2 separate regions of the Zea mays genome follow, and region 2 is linked to region 1. Evidence: chromatin contacts called from public Hi-C data. All regions are on one chromosome and are shown on one strand. Each heading gives the region's core, a stretch centred on a gene start, on an enhancer-like site or on the middle of the called end of the contact. The rest is flanking DNA. Distances are from core to core; before and after follow the strand shown. Region 1 holds the start of LOC103650597 (glutathione S-transferase T3). Region 2 holds the start of LOC100280038.

Evidence for each region. Hi-C and Micro-C count contacts between places; a contact is called where the count stands out from the background.
Region 2: a Hi-C map of tassel shows a contact between it and region 1, with 3 times the contacts expected there. The contact joins the promoter of LOC100280038 here to the promoter of LOC103650597 in region 1. A contact is called at or near these places in 6 of 25 Hi-C or Micro-C datasets (bundle sheath, ear, leaf and 1 more).

What each region holds. Positions count from the first base shown.
Region 1 is chr3:136,620,049-136,626,206 of Zm-B73-REFERENCE-NAM-5.0, forward strand. It overlaps LOC103650597 (glutathione S-transferase T3), which reads right to left and starts at 2,807. Exons shown (of 6, transcript XM_008676163.3): 1 at 2,424-2,807; 2 at 1,332-1,513. The coding sequence starts at 2,498.
Region 2 is chr3:136,787,412-136,793,569 of Zm-B73-REFERENCE-NAM-5.0, forward strand. LOC100280038 reads left to right here and starts at 3,306. Exons shown (of 6, transcript NM_001152980.1): 1 at 3,306-3,496; 2 at 3,814-4,231; 3 at 4,402-4,677; 4 at 4,780-4,823; 5 at 4,939-5,051; 6 at 5,131-6,016. The coding sequence starts at 4,939. The coding sequence ends at 5,746.

The DNA.
Region 1 (6,158 bases), core at 1,557-4,056:
ATTAGTTCATAGAAACCAAACACCCTAAAAATAATTTAGAAAAACATCTCGGATATCCCACCAAAATAAGTTCATTAGTAATCGAGATCAAAACCGGTTCCAATGCCGAGGGGGTGAGGGGGGCATTATACTTAATCCCCAACTTAGAGAAAATAACTCTAAACCGACTGAAAACTCAAGCAGCATGCTGAGAAACTATTGTCATGGCTGTTAAATTTCAAGAAGGCGGTGAAGTTGGACATTTCAAAGGTTTTTGACTCGGTGTCCTAGCCCTTTCTTCTTGAAGTGTTGGAGAAGCTTGGCTTTGGTCCTCTGTGGCGTGATGTGATTAGTGGGTTGCTTATGATATCTCCTACTCAAATCCTCCTCAATGGGATCCCTGGAGAGTTTATTGTCCATAGAAGGGGGCTGCGGCAGGGGATCCCTGTCCCCCTTACTTTGTACTTGTCATGGACACTCTCAATGCTCTTATTGTTAAAGCTGCAGAATCTGGGCTGCTCCAGCCCCTCTCCTCTCGCTCCATTCAGCACCAGATTTCTCTTTATGCTGATGATGTTGTGCTGTTTGTGAGGCCAATAGCAAGTGACCTCAATTTTGTTAGTCAGAATCTGGATCTGTTTGGGGATGCTACAGGGTTAAAGACCAACATTAATAAGAGTAGTGTGGCGCCGATACAATGCTCTTCTGCTGATCTTGAGGTCATCCAGAATGTCTCCTGTGCAAGATTGATGAGTTCCCTATCAAATATCTGGGGCTGCCTTTATCTCTCAAGAGACTCACTAAGGCCCATCTTCAGCCATTGATTGATAAGCTTGCTGATATCTTGCCCGCTTGGAAAGCTGATTTGATGACTAAGGCCGGGAGAGCCATTCAAGTTTAATTTGTGCTCACCGCTACAACTACATATCATGCTATGGCTCTTGACTTGCCTAAATGGGCTCTTAAGGCTTTCGATAAGATTCGGCGTGGGTTCCTATGGAGAGGCTGTAAAGAGGCTAATGGGGGCATTGTCTGGTGGCTTGGTCCAAGGTGACTCGTCCAAAGGAGCTGGGAGGTCTCGGCATTTCTGACCTCCAGAATCTTAATTGGGCTCTTCGTGTTAGGTGGCTTTGGTTGAGGAAGCCATCCCTAAACTCTAAAATTGATATGTTTTTACTTAGCTGTTCCATTGAGCCATTGAGGCTTGTAGACCATTTCAATAATTATTTCCATGTATACAAAAATAATCAAGATGTGAGTACAGCCAAAAGTATGAACAGCACAGTATCCAATGATGCATACAATGAGTATTCTGCCAGAATTAACATCAACTGAAAGCAAGTAACACATACAGTTTCACATGGTAGTATGTCACTGGCGCCATGAGTAGAAACGGCAGCCAATGCAATGTCAAGAGGAAAGAAGCACAAAGTGCCCCTTGGAGTGAGTATTCTTTCATCACCACAGCATTGACGCGAGATGATGAATCAAATGGGTTGATATAATCATACTCCAAATCTACCAGACACAAAAGCTGGCATACAAGCAGAAAGGCAGAATCAGTTGAAAAAATCAACAAGAGTGGATCAATTAACAAGAAGCCAGGCAAATTGGTGCATAAATTACTAAATTTACTTCTAAAGAATAAACACTACAGCTTGTGTTGCAGTTAGGCTTTATGCTTGATCTGGCTGGTGAGGTTGAAGTCACTGATCAATCATGTTGAAATATGAGCTTTAGACACTACAAACTGGTGACAATTAATTCAACTGATACAGACAGATGACAAGCTGGTTTGGTACCAAGTACAGGACTACAGTCATGAGATATATGATTACATCCACCAAGTCCTATCAGATGGTACTAACATTCCAAACAGAACGATAGGCAGTAGCAGCATGTTTCTAACAAGATACGGCCCTATAGAAAAATTCAATACCACTACCCTATCTAGGCTCATAAACAGAAATTGTTGAATCTAACTCCTGCAGAAACGTTGTAAATCTTACTGTAATCCCTCCATGTAACCTGTACATATCTTCATATTTTGTATACGAAGACGTTTTCTTTTCTCGATTTTATGCCAGAATCTATGAGCTAACATTGAACAGGAAACATGCCTTCTTTTTTTCTCTGGAAAAGGAAAAAAAATGTCCGGGAGTTTATCTCGTCACCATCCACCACGCCACGCGGAGTGAATGGCACGAGAAGAAACACCGTTGACTAAACTCCGCATCAAATCCCCACAATCACGGCAGCCTTGGGCCGAAAGCGGGCAGCGGTTCGCCGGCTGGGCGCAAGATTTTGGACGAGAAATTTTTGAAATTTGGCACCTAATTCGCAAGCATTTAAATATCTGACGCACTGGCCCACGTGTCAATGACTCAAAGAGACCCCACATGTCGGTGAACTGCTAAGAGATGCAAATGGGCCGTCGGGCTTGCCTGGTACACGGTGAGGCCGACGAGGAGCACGACGGAGGCGAAGGAGAAGAGCCACAGGATGAGTTCCACAGACATTGCTGCCGCAGGGGGTTGACGACTAGCTCCTCGCGGAACAACTTCTCGCTGGCGTTCCGAATGGAAGGGACCTAAACCAGCCTGGTGGTGACTCTGCACGCCCCGCGGTCACAATGGCGCTCTTGGCGCCGGAGACGAGATAGAAGGCGGGTTGGGATGGGGAGAGGAGCAGGTGGTTCGCGGTTGCTGGAGCTCCCGCCATCCTTGAGAAAATCCCTTAATCATGTCACTGACACATGAATATCTTTTAATATCCAACTCACATTCACATGTGTCGTTGAGAGTCTGCCATTCGAAAGTCGGTGGTGCAAGTGCAAAGGACATTTCCCCTGCTGCTGACTTTTTTTTCCCAAACAGTAGTAGGGCTGCGACTGCGAGACTGCTGAAAATGCACGAGAAAAAAACAGAGTACACTGTTCTAGCGACAGCACAAGCTGTCAAGGCATATCAACTAAACAGTCTATATAAAAATAGCCCGCGTGATTAGTATGGAGTAGCTATTATTATTCTCGTAATGTTGAACCAACAGGTGAAAGGTCCCACAAACTTCCACCATTCAAGCAACAGGAGATGACTAGAAAATAATGTTTTCTACACAATCGGTCCTAAATTAAAATTCGTTTTAAATAATTACTACATTCATACATTACTATATCTATATTTTTAAATATAGATATTTAGATTTATCGTCATTTATCTAAATATATACGTAAAAATCAAGAGCTAAAACAAATACTATTTTAAGACGAAGTGAGTATTGTTTATGAGTATTCCTATAAACTACTACTCTATAGTTATTATTTTATAGACTACTATATTAATAGGTTTGTCATTGTTTTTGTTAGCCGGTAAGTAATAATTTAGTCTTTGAGACTTTTGATATTGCTATATTGCGGTGGAGTGCGCATCTCCACAAATCAAATTGTTTTTGTGTGTATATATTACAAGTAATGGGCTTTCCATAGCTAGAGAAGTCCTGATCTAATACTGTCATCCGGTTCAACCACACCTGGTCCTGTACGTCTATAAAAAGAAGCATCAAACCACTAGGGTTCGGTTTTTTATGTCCCCACCCTGATGCACAAGCGGCAGCTCCCCGAGGCGTGTGGGGCGACGGCTCCCCGATCTGGAGACGCGACGATGGTGACTCCCCGATCCAGAGGCGTGGTGTCGGTGGCTTCCCAGTGGCACAGCAGCGGTGGCTCCTTGGAGGTGCGCGCGGGGTTCTCCATCCGCACCACGGGCCGCAGGACATCCTCCTCTGACGGTCTCCGCCTATCCGGTGGCTTTAGGGCATCCTCCGGTGGCAACCTCATCTGATCCATGTTTATGTCTCCATGATTATTTTTACGTCGATCGCTGCACTACTTTACGCATTCCATTTCAGGATTTAACATGATGAATATGACGTCTCTCACTTGGCTTGATATATTTTACGGTAATAACATTTACGCTACATCTGCCATTATTTTACTCCCAAACATGATGTTTTTTACGATCATAAATACAACACATCTGAGTTATCAACAACTCTCACATTGGCTCGATATTTACGATGAAGATTTTTACACTAAAAATTGAAGGATTTTATGCAAATCTAGAGATGCGTCACCAAGGCTTGGTGAAAGTCGCCTAGAGGGGGTGGATAGGCGAAACCTGAAAATTAAAACTTTATCCCCCAACTAGATCCTTTGATTAGTGGTTAGAACAAGATATACAATTATCGGAGTATAAAAACTAAGTCCTTCCTTGTAAAGAGTATTGCTTTCAAATAATGCGGAATCGATAAATCAATACTACTAATAAGTCTATGAGAATAAATCACGAGGGCTTAAATAAGAAGAGTAATAACACAAGTTCTTTCTTGTAAGGTGTTGCTTCACTAGATGAGAATTTAACTTAAAGCAACACCAAATAGTATTAGCAAAGAATAGTGCAAGAAAAACTTAGAAAGGGAAAGAACAAACAAATCACAAGCAATAAGCACACGAGACACGGGTGATTTGTTTTACCGAGGTTTGGCCCTCGAAGGCCTAGTCCCCGTTGAGGAGTCCACTAAGGACGGGTCTTTTTCAACCCTTTCCCTCTCTCCATCGATCACCAAAGACCGGCGAGCTCTTCTTCTTCTCAAGGATCACTTAAGACCCCGCAAGTACAACCACACTCTTTGGTGTCTCTTGCTAGCTTTTACAGGCCTCCAAAACTTTGGAGGAAGTTCAATGGGAGTCAAAAACTCCACACACAAATGATCACAAGATGTAGTGCTCACTAACTCTCAATGATTCTCACAAGGCACTCTTGCTAGACTCACACGAGAGGCTTTCTTTTACTAGCTCTCTTTTTGTGGCACTTGTGTTGGTTGTAGTGGCCTAAATTTTGCGCATAGGATGGATCAATGAATTTATGTGGTTGGGAGGGCTTGAGTATGTCAACTAGATGACTTGGAATGTTGCTTGGACTCCCTCCCCTTGAAGTGGCCGGTTGGGGTGGTATTTATAGTCACCAACCAAATTGTAGCCGTTGGAGAAGGCCGCTGGCGATGGGCGCACCGGACAGTCCGGTGCGCCGCCACGTCATCCTGTTCGTCAGGGTTGGAGCTGGTCGACCGTTGGAGGCTTTGTCCTCATGCGGCACTGGACAGTCCGGTGCGACATCGGACAGTCCGGTGCCCCTCTGACCAACTGCTCTGACTGCTGCCGCGTTCACTGTGCTGCACTGTTCCCTGTCAGAGTCGACCGTTGCGCGCAGATAACCGTTGCTCCGCTGGTGCACCGGACAGTCCGGTGAATTATAGCGGAGCTGCGCCTGGGAAACCCGAAGCTGGAGAGTTTGAGCTGATTCACCCTGGTGCACCGAACACTGTCCGGTGGCACACCGGACAGTCCGGTGCGCCAGACCAGGGCACACTTCGGTTTCCATTTTGCTCCTTTCTTTTGAAGCCTAACTTATTCTTTTGATTGGTTTGTGTTGAACCTTTCTGAAAGGGAAATGTGCCCTTGGGCCATTTCTAAGTATTTTGGTGATTGAGTGCCAACGCAAGTGCTTTTGTGTTGATCTATGCAATGTGGTGGACAAAGTGCAAATCATGTCAAAAGGTATGTTCTAGACTTAGTACATTGTTTTTAATGGACTAATGTATTGTGTCTAAGTGCTGGAAACAAAAAAGATTGAATTGGAAATGAGATGGCTCTGTTCAGCCAAAGTCAGCTCGGTCTGGGTACACCGAACTGTCCGGTGTACCAGGCTGGCTCAGGCGAACTTGCCGCTCTCGGGAAGGAATTAACGGCGTACGGCTATAATTCACCGGACTGTCCGGTGAGCCAACGGTCGGCTGCGCGATCCGCGCGGGACACGTGGCTGAGCCAACGGTCAGGAGGGGGCACCGGACTGTCCGGTGTGCACCGGACAGTGTCCGGTGCGCCAACGGCTCCAAGGCTGCCAATGGTTGGCTTCGCCAAATAAGGAAATCCGCACCGGACTGTCCGGTGCGCTAGGCGACAGAAGGCAAGAATTGCCTTCCCGGATTGCTCTCAACGGCTCCTAGCTGCCTTGGGGCTATAAAAGGGACCCCTAGGCGCATGGAGGAGGACACCAAGCATCCTTTGAGCATTGTTGATCACTCACACTCCATTCTTGCGCACTTGTTCGACATTCTTAGTG
Region 2 (6,158 bases), core at 2,056-4,555, 170 kb after region 1:
GCCCCTTGATCATAGCTTCGATGACAATCTCATTTGGCATCGCTGGCGTCTGGTCTCTGAGTCACAGGAATCTTCAGACATATGCCTGCAAGTACTCTTCATGGTCTTGCGTACACTGGAACAATGCGTGGGCAGTTACTGGCTTCGTCTAGAAACCCTGGAAGCTAGTTACCAGCATGTCCTTCAGCTTTTGCCATGATGTGATCGTTCCCGGGAGAAGGGAAGAGTACCACGTCTGAGCTACACTCCTGACCGCCATGACAAAGGATTTTGCCATGACAGCTGTGTTGCCCCCATATGAATATATGGTTGCTTCGTAACTCATGAGAAACTGCTTCGGATCCGAATACCCATCGTACATGGGAAGCTGCGGTGGCTTGTAAGATGGTGGCCATGGGGTAGCCTACAACTCTGCTGCTAGAGGAGAAGCATCATCAAAAGCGAAGTTGCCATGATGAAAGTCATCATACCATTCATCATCATTGGTTGGACTTTCTTGACGAAGCTCTCTATGTTGAGGCATTCGTCCTTCGTCATCTTAGGTGATGTGACGCATTTCTTCAGCAACTTCGTCGATCTTCCTCTGAAGCTCGGCTAGCCGAAGCATCTTCTCTCTTTTCCTCTGCACTTGTTGATGTATGGCTTCTAGGTCTTTGATTTCCTGGTCCAACTCCTCTTCCTGTGGTGTTGGGCTGGTAGCCTTTCTTTTCTGGCTCCGAGCTTCTCTCAGCGAGAGTGTCTCTTGGTTGGTGTCCAGTGGCTGTAGGGCAGCCCCTGGCACTGTTGCCTTCTTCAGCGGCATGACGAAGGTGAATGCTTGCCGAAGGTCGTGAAAGTGAGTTCACCGGAGGTGGGCGCCAATGTTGGTCACTTGTTCTCAAATGTTGTGAATCAAGAAAAAGGCAACACAATCGTTTGTTCTCAAATGTTATGAATCAAGAACAAGGCAACACAATCGTTAAGTATTAAGGACCTTCGTCTTTCGAAGCATTACCTCCTCGCGGATATAATGATCATCAAACGAAGGTCATGAAGGACATGCCTTCATCATATTATAGATAAATAAGAATACATAAGGATAAATATAATGAATATAACTCATTGATTCATTCATATTTGCATTCCATAAAGTATGTATGAGTATTAACATAATATGTATTATATTGATACCTTCGGCTTGCTCGAAGGTGCTGACGCGGGGGTGATTACAATCTAGAATGAACAGTACAGTGTTACTGTTCATCTATTTATAGGCACGGGACGCAGCCCGGGTAAAAGTACATTTGTATCCCTGACATTACTTATGACCATAACATAAATCATTAAGGACTAGTTAGTCTTTTCCCCTTCTGGTCAGCATCATGTTTGGCCTTCATCACCATGTTAAGCCAAAGCTATTATCCTTCGACTATAGCTTCGGCGTTCATCCTTATCATCTTCGAATTATATCTTCACCTCGTATGCTTTCGCCATGGGAGAAAACTTCCATCCTAAAGCCGAAGCTCCCTGTAATAATCCATATCATGCTGAAAGCATATAGTTAGTCATGTTTTTTAGGACATTTGGAAGAGAAAAGCCCCCAACAAATTCTATGATAGATAAGGGCTGACGACACGGTTTGATTTCCCTGCCGAAAAGTTTGGTTTCTCGGTAAATTTCTCGTTCCCGCTCACGTGCGAGAAACACTTTTCGCTCTAGTTTTTTTGCTGTATTTCGGTTCCAAATTTTAAAATATGAAATTAATTTTTGTCAAACAAAATTTTGGTATAGTAAATATAAAAAGGTGAACTATGGCTAACAATGATCAATGGCGTAGTAGGTAGTGTGGTCGATATCCGACCTAGCGCGAAGTATATTGTGGAGGCATTGGTCTAGCGCTAACCTTTCGTGAGCAGGAGACTTTGAGGTACACAAACAATCGTTGTCACGCTCACGACGCACGGCTAGGGATGCCAACAGGTTTGAAATTCTCACGTACAAACCCATACATGTGAGGTTAATATTAAATCTGCACACATTATACGCGATGGGTACAATATGACATTCGCACCTGCTACCCGCAGGGCATATAATTACACATATATTTTATACCTGTGAGGAAAAAAATATGTTGATCAAACTCAACCTCGTGACCACTAGGAGCGAAGATACGTTCTGTCTTCTGTGCACCCCTAAAAATGCAAATAAAAAATTTATAGATTTAATTAAGATTTCACCATATTTGTACCATCTTAATAAAATTTTATGCCTCCATAATATAAATACACCTATTTAAATTTGTACTAGCTTCGCCACCTGTAGCCACGGGTAAAAAAAAAGTTCACATCCAACTTGCACTCTATGTCGCGGGGAAAATGTGCACATCGTCCTGCCTACGCACCGCGGGGAAGAGAGTGCAGAGAGGAGAGCGAGGACAACCAAACAAATCGAGCCGGATGTTGCGGGAATATCTTCCTGGTTGATCGGGCGGGAACGGGGAATCTGTCCAAGTGCTCTCCAGATCTGGAGTCAAAGGATACTGCCCTATTTGGTCTGTCCATCCCAGCCTCCAAGAATACAAGCAGCTGTAGACCACGAAACTCTGCTTCGATAGCAGGAGCAGCAGAGAGAGAGACGCACGCCGGCTATCAGTTCAGTTCTTCTGGGCATCTCTCAACTCAAGGAGGAGACACGACTTGGCTCTTCTTCCTCTCCGGCGCGGCGCGGCGCGTGCGTCCTATTCTCTCTCAGGTTCCGTGCCTCGTTCATCATTTCTTGGATTGGATGCCATGGTGCTCCACCATGACATCCGGCTCTGTGTCGTGCTCTCCATTTTGTCAGAGCACAAAATCTGGGGTCTCTTCGACTTGGTTGGCTTTGGTTCACACATGCATTTTTAATTTTTTTTTTTTTGTTATTGGATGATGATGATGACGATGATGTCACTGAAAGAGACATGATTTTGCGCAGAATATCTCTGTGACTGTGAGCGATGAGTATTACTACCTTTTGCCTGTCTAAATTCACTTTCCCTGGACTCCCTGTCTGCTTGCTCTGGTCCCTGATTGGATTTGGATGGAGAGGGGAAACAAACAAGGAAATGTTCAGAAAGTCGCGGAGCGTGCAATGGACTGAGAGCTATACTATACATGTGTTGTCGTAGAGTAATTTTGCTTGGAGGCAAACGAGCGGAGGGTCACTGTCATCGGCCCAAATTATTTTCCACGGCGATGACGAGTGCATCGCTCGTCCGTTCCTTCCTCTCTCCTCCTCCTCCTTTCCCTGCTCCATCCAGACTCCAACTAAACGCCATTGGTGAATGGATCCCAAGGAGGTCAAACTGATGCAGAGCAAGTTGGACTTTTCAGTCAGTGGCCTGGCCTTGCAGATCGCTCCCGCGAGGCTGGCCGAAGAGGCAGGGGGCTTGTTAGTAGTCCAGTCGCTGCTATAAAATAAAGCGGCCATGAACCGTGTTCTCGCTCTCGCGTGTGCGTCTTCTCTGCTCACATGCCGCGAGGTAGGTGATTTGCGCTCTTGTTCTTCTCTTACCCTTGACCATGAAAATGCTTCCTTTTCTCTGGTTGAGATCTTCCCCTCCCCCTGCCGGATCTGAATCTCATCCCCGGGTGGGGCCGTGGGGGGGACTCTAGCTGGAGGGGCACTTTCTTGTTCACCATGTTTGTCGTGCCCTTAATACATTTTTTGTAGTACCTTCCTGTCAAAACTACAAGAAATGGAGATTTTGGATGGATGCATGTGTACATGTCTCTCGGAAGGAAAAGCCCGCAAGATCGGATCGATCACTTACTTGGCTACTGCTGCCTGCTGCTGCAGGTGCTCCAGGAACAAGTGCCGTCCACCAGATCCAGGCTCGGCATGTTCGTGATCGAGGACAAGGGCGGCGCCATCGCGCTGATGCTGGCGTCGCTCCTGTTCCTGGGCACCTGGCCGGCCGTGCTCACCCTGCTGGAGCGCCGGGGCCGCCTGCCGCAGCACACGTACCTGGACTACTCCATCACCAACCTCCTCGCGGCCGTGCTCATCGCGCTCACCTTCGGCCAGCTCGGGGACAGCAGGCGCGGCATGCCCAACTTCTTCACGCAGCTCGGCCAGGACAACTGGCCCTCTGTGCTGTTCGCCATGGCCGGGGGCGTCGTGCTCAGCGTCGGCAACCTCTCCACCCAGTACGCTTGGGCCTATGTGGGCCTCTCCGTCACTGAGGTCATCAGCTCCAGCATGGTGGTGGTCATAGGTAGGTTCGCATCATCGTTAGTAATAATCATCACATGAGAGGGAAGGGAAAGGGAGGGACCTCAATGATCATGCACATTTGCTTCTTCTCCCATTAAAAATGAGATATAATTCGGAGTCTAGCAACACCTTGCCTGCTGACATTTTTCTTTTCAAATGGAAGCAAATCAGCAGTGGTTGTCTGACAGACCAAGTTTCGTTTCTGTTCTGTCAGCTTTGAAATGGAAGAAAAAGTCTTTGTTTTGATTTCCACGTCTTCCAATTCTTGTGTTCTTCAGGCACCACGCTGAACTACTTCCTGGACAACCGCATCAACAGGGCAGAGATTCTGTTCCCTGGTGTGGCGTGCTTCCTCGTCGCCGTCATCCTTGGCTCCGCTGTCCATTCCTCCAATGCAGCTGACAATGAGCAGAAACTCGGTGCCTCCACGAATGCCTACAAACTCGGGTATCTTTCTGATCATTCATTTCAACCTCCTGATCTGAGTAGTTTGCCATTTACATCTTTAATCTTTTTATTTATAGACTGCTCTGACTGTCGTTACTGCAGGACAAGTGGAAATGTGGAACCAAGCAAACAAGCTGTAGACAGAGGTAGTATAACATGTGAAAACTGCTGCTGATTTGTTGCAGATTTTTTTCCCAGTAACTTATCTAGTTTCAGGTGTTCATTGTCTATCTGAAGAAGAAAGAACAAATCTAATTTCAGATGCTCCCAAAGACTTGGAGGAGAGTGGAGCCTCTGGAATCCGGCAACCTGACAAAGCTGAGGCAGGCACTGCAGAGTACCTCATTGAGCTTGAAGAACGGCGATCAATTAAGGTAACCACCATACTCATTATGGATCAATAGCAGCCCTGGGGTTTTTGATCTTGACGACGGTAATTGTATTTCCTGCCAGGTATTCGGTTCAAACACCTTCATCGGGCTGGGGATCGTCTTCTTCGCGGGCGTGTGCTTCTCGCTCTTCTCCCCGGCGTTCAACCTGGCCACTAACGACCAGTGGCACACGCTCAGGGACGGCGTGCCGCACCTGGTGGTGTACACCGCCTTCTTCTACTTCTCCATCTCCTGCTTCGTCGTCGGCGTCGGACTCAACGTCCTGTTCCTCTACCGCCCCATGGCCGGCGTGCCCCGCTCCTCCCTCGGGGCCTACCTCAGGGACTGGGACGGCCGCCAGTGGGCGCTCCTCGCCGGCCTGCTCTGCGGCTTCGGCAACGGCTTCCAGTTCATGGGCGGCCAGGCCGCAGGGTACGCCGCCGCTGACGCTGTCCAGGCCCTGCCGCTCGTCAGCACCTTCTGGGGCGTACTGCTCTTCGGGGAGTACCGCAAGTCGTCGCGGAAGACCTACGTCCTGCTCGGCTTCATGCTCTTCATGTTCGTCGCCGCTGTCGCCGTGCTCATGGCTTCGTCAGGTCACAGGAGCACAGAGTGAATTGCAAGTCTTGTTCGTCCTCTGCTTGTTGCAAGCCCTTCCACTTGCGATTGATCCACGGAAAGATCCATCGTCTTCGTGAAGCAGGGGAAATCCATTCCTTCCAGCCATTAATGAGATCTTCAGAACAATGGAATGGAGATGTACAAAAAAATGGTTGTTGTATGATTGATCAAATGTATAGAACTATTTATATTCTTTCCAAGACAATTGGCTGATAGGATAGGAACTGTTCCAGGGGTGGAAAAAATCTCTATCTTTATGAACAGGGTAAAAGCAATGTTCAGAAAAAAGTAGTTTGTGCCTAGTATGACAGATTCAGAATGGTATCAGTACTCCCGCTGTTTTGGAATGTTCAAGAGAAAACTAGTGGATGCTCTAAATCTTATAATCTTGCAATGCTTCTCGGACCCATGCAGTATCTCCCCCATCGACGATTTTTGTGCCGCGTCTTCAGCATTGCGTGACCTGTTTCTTCTAAGTGAGAAAACAAC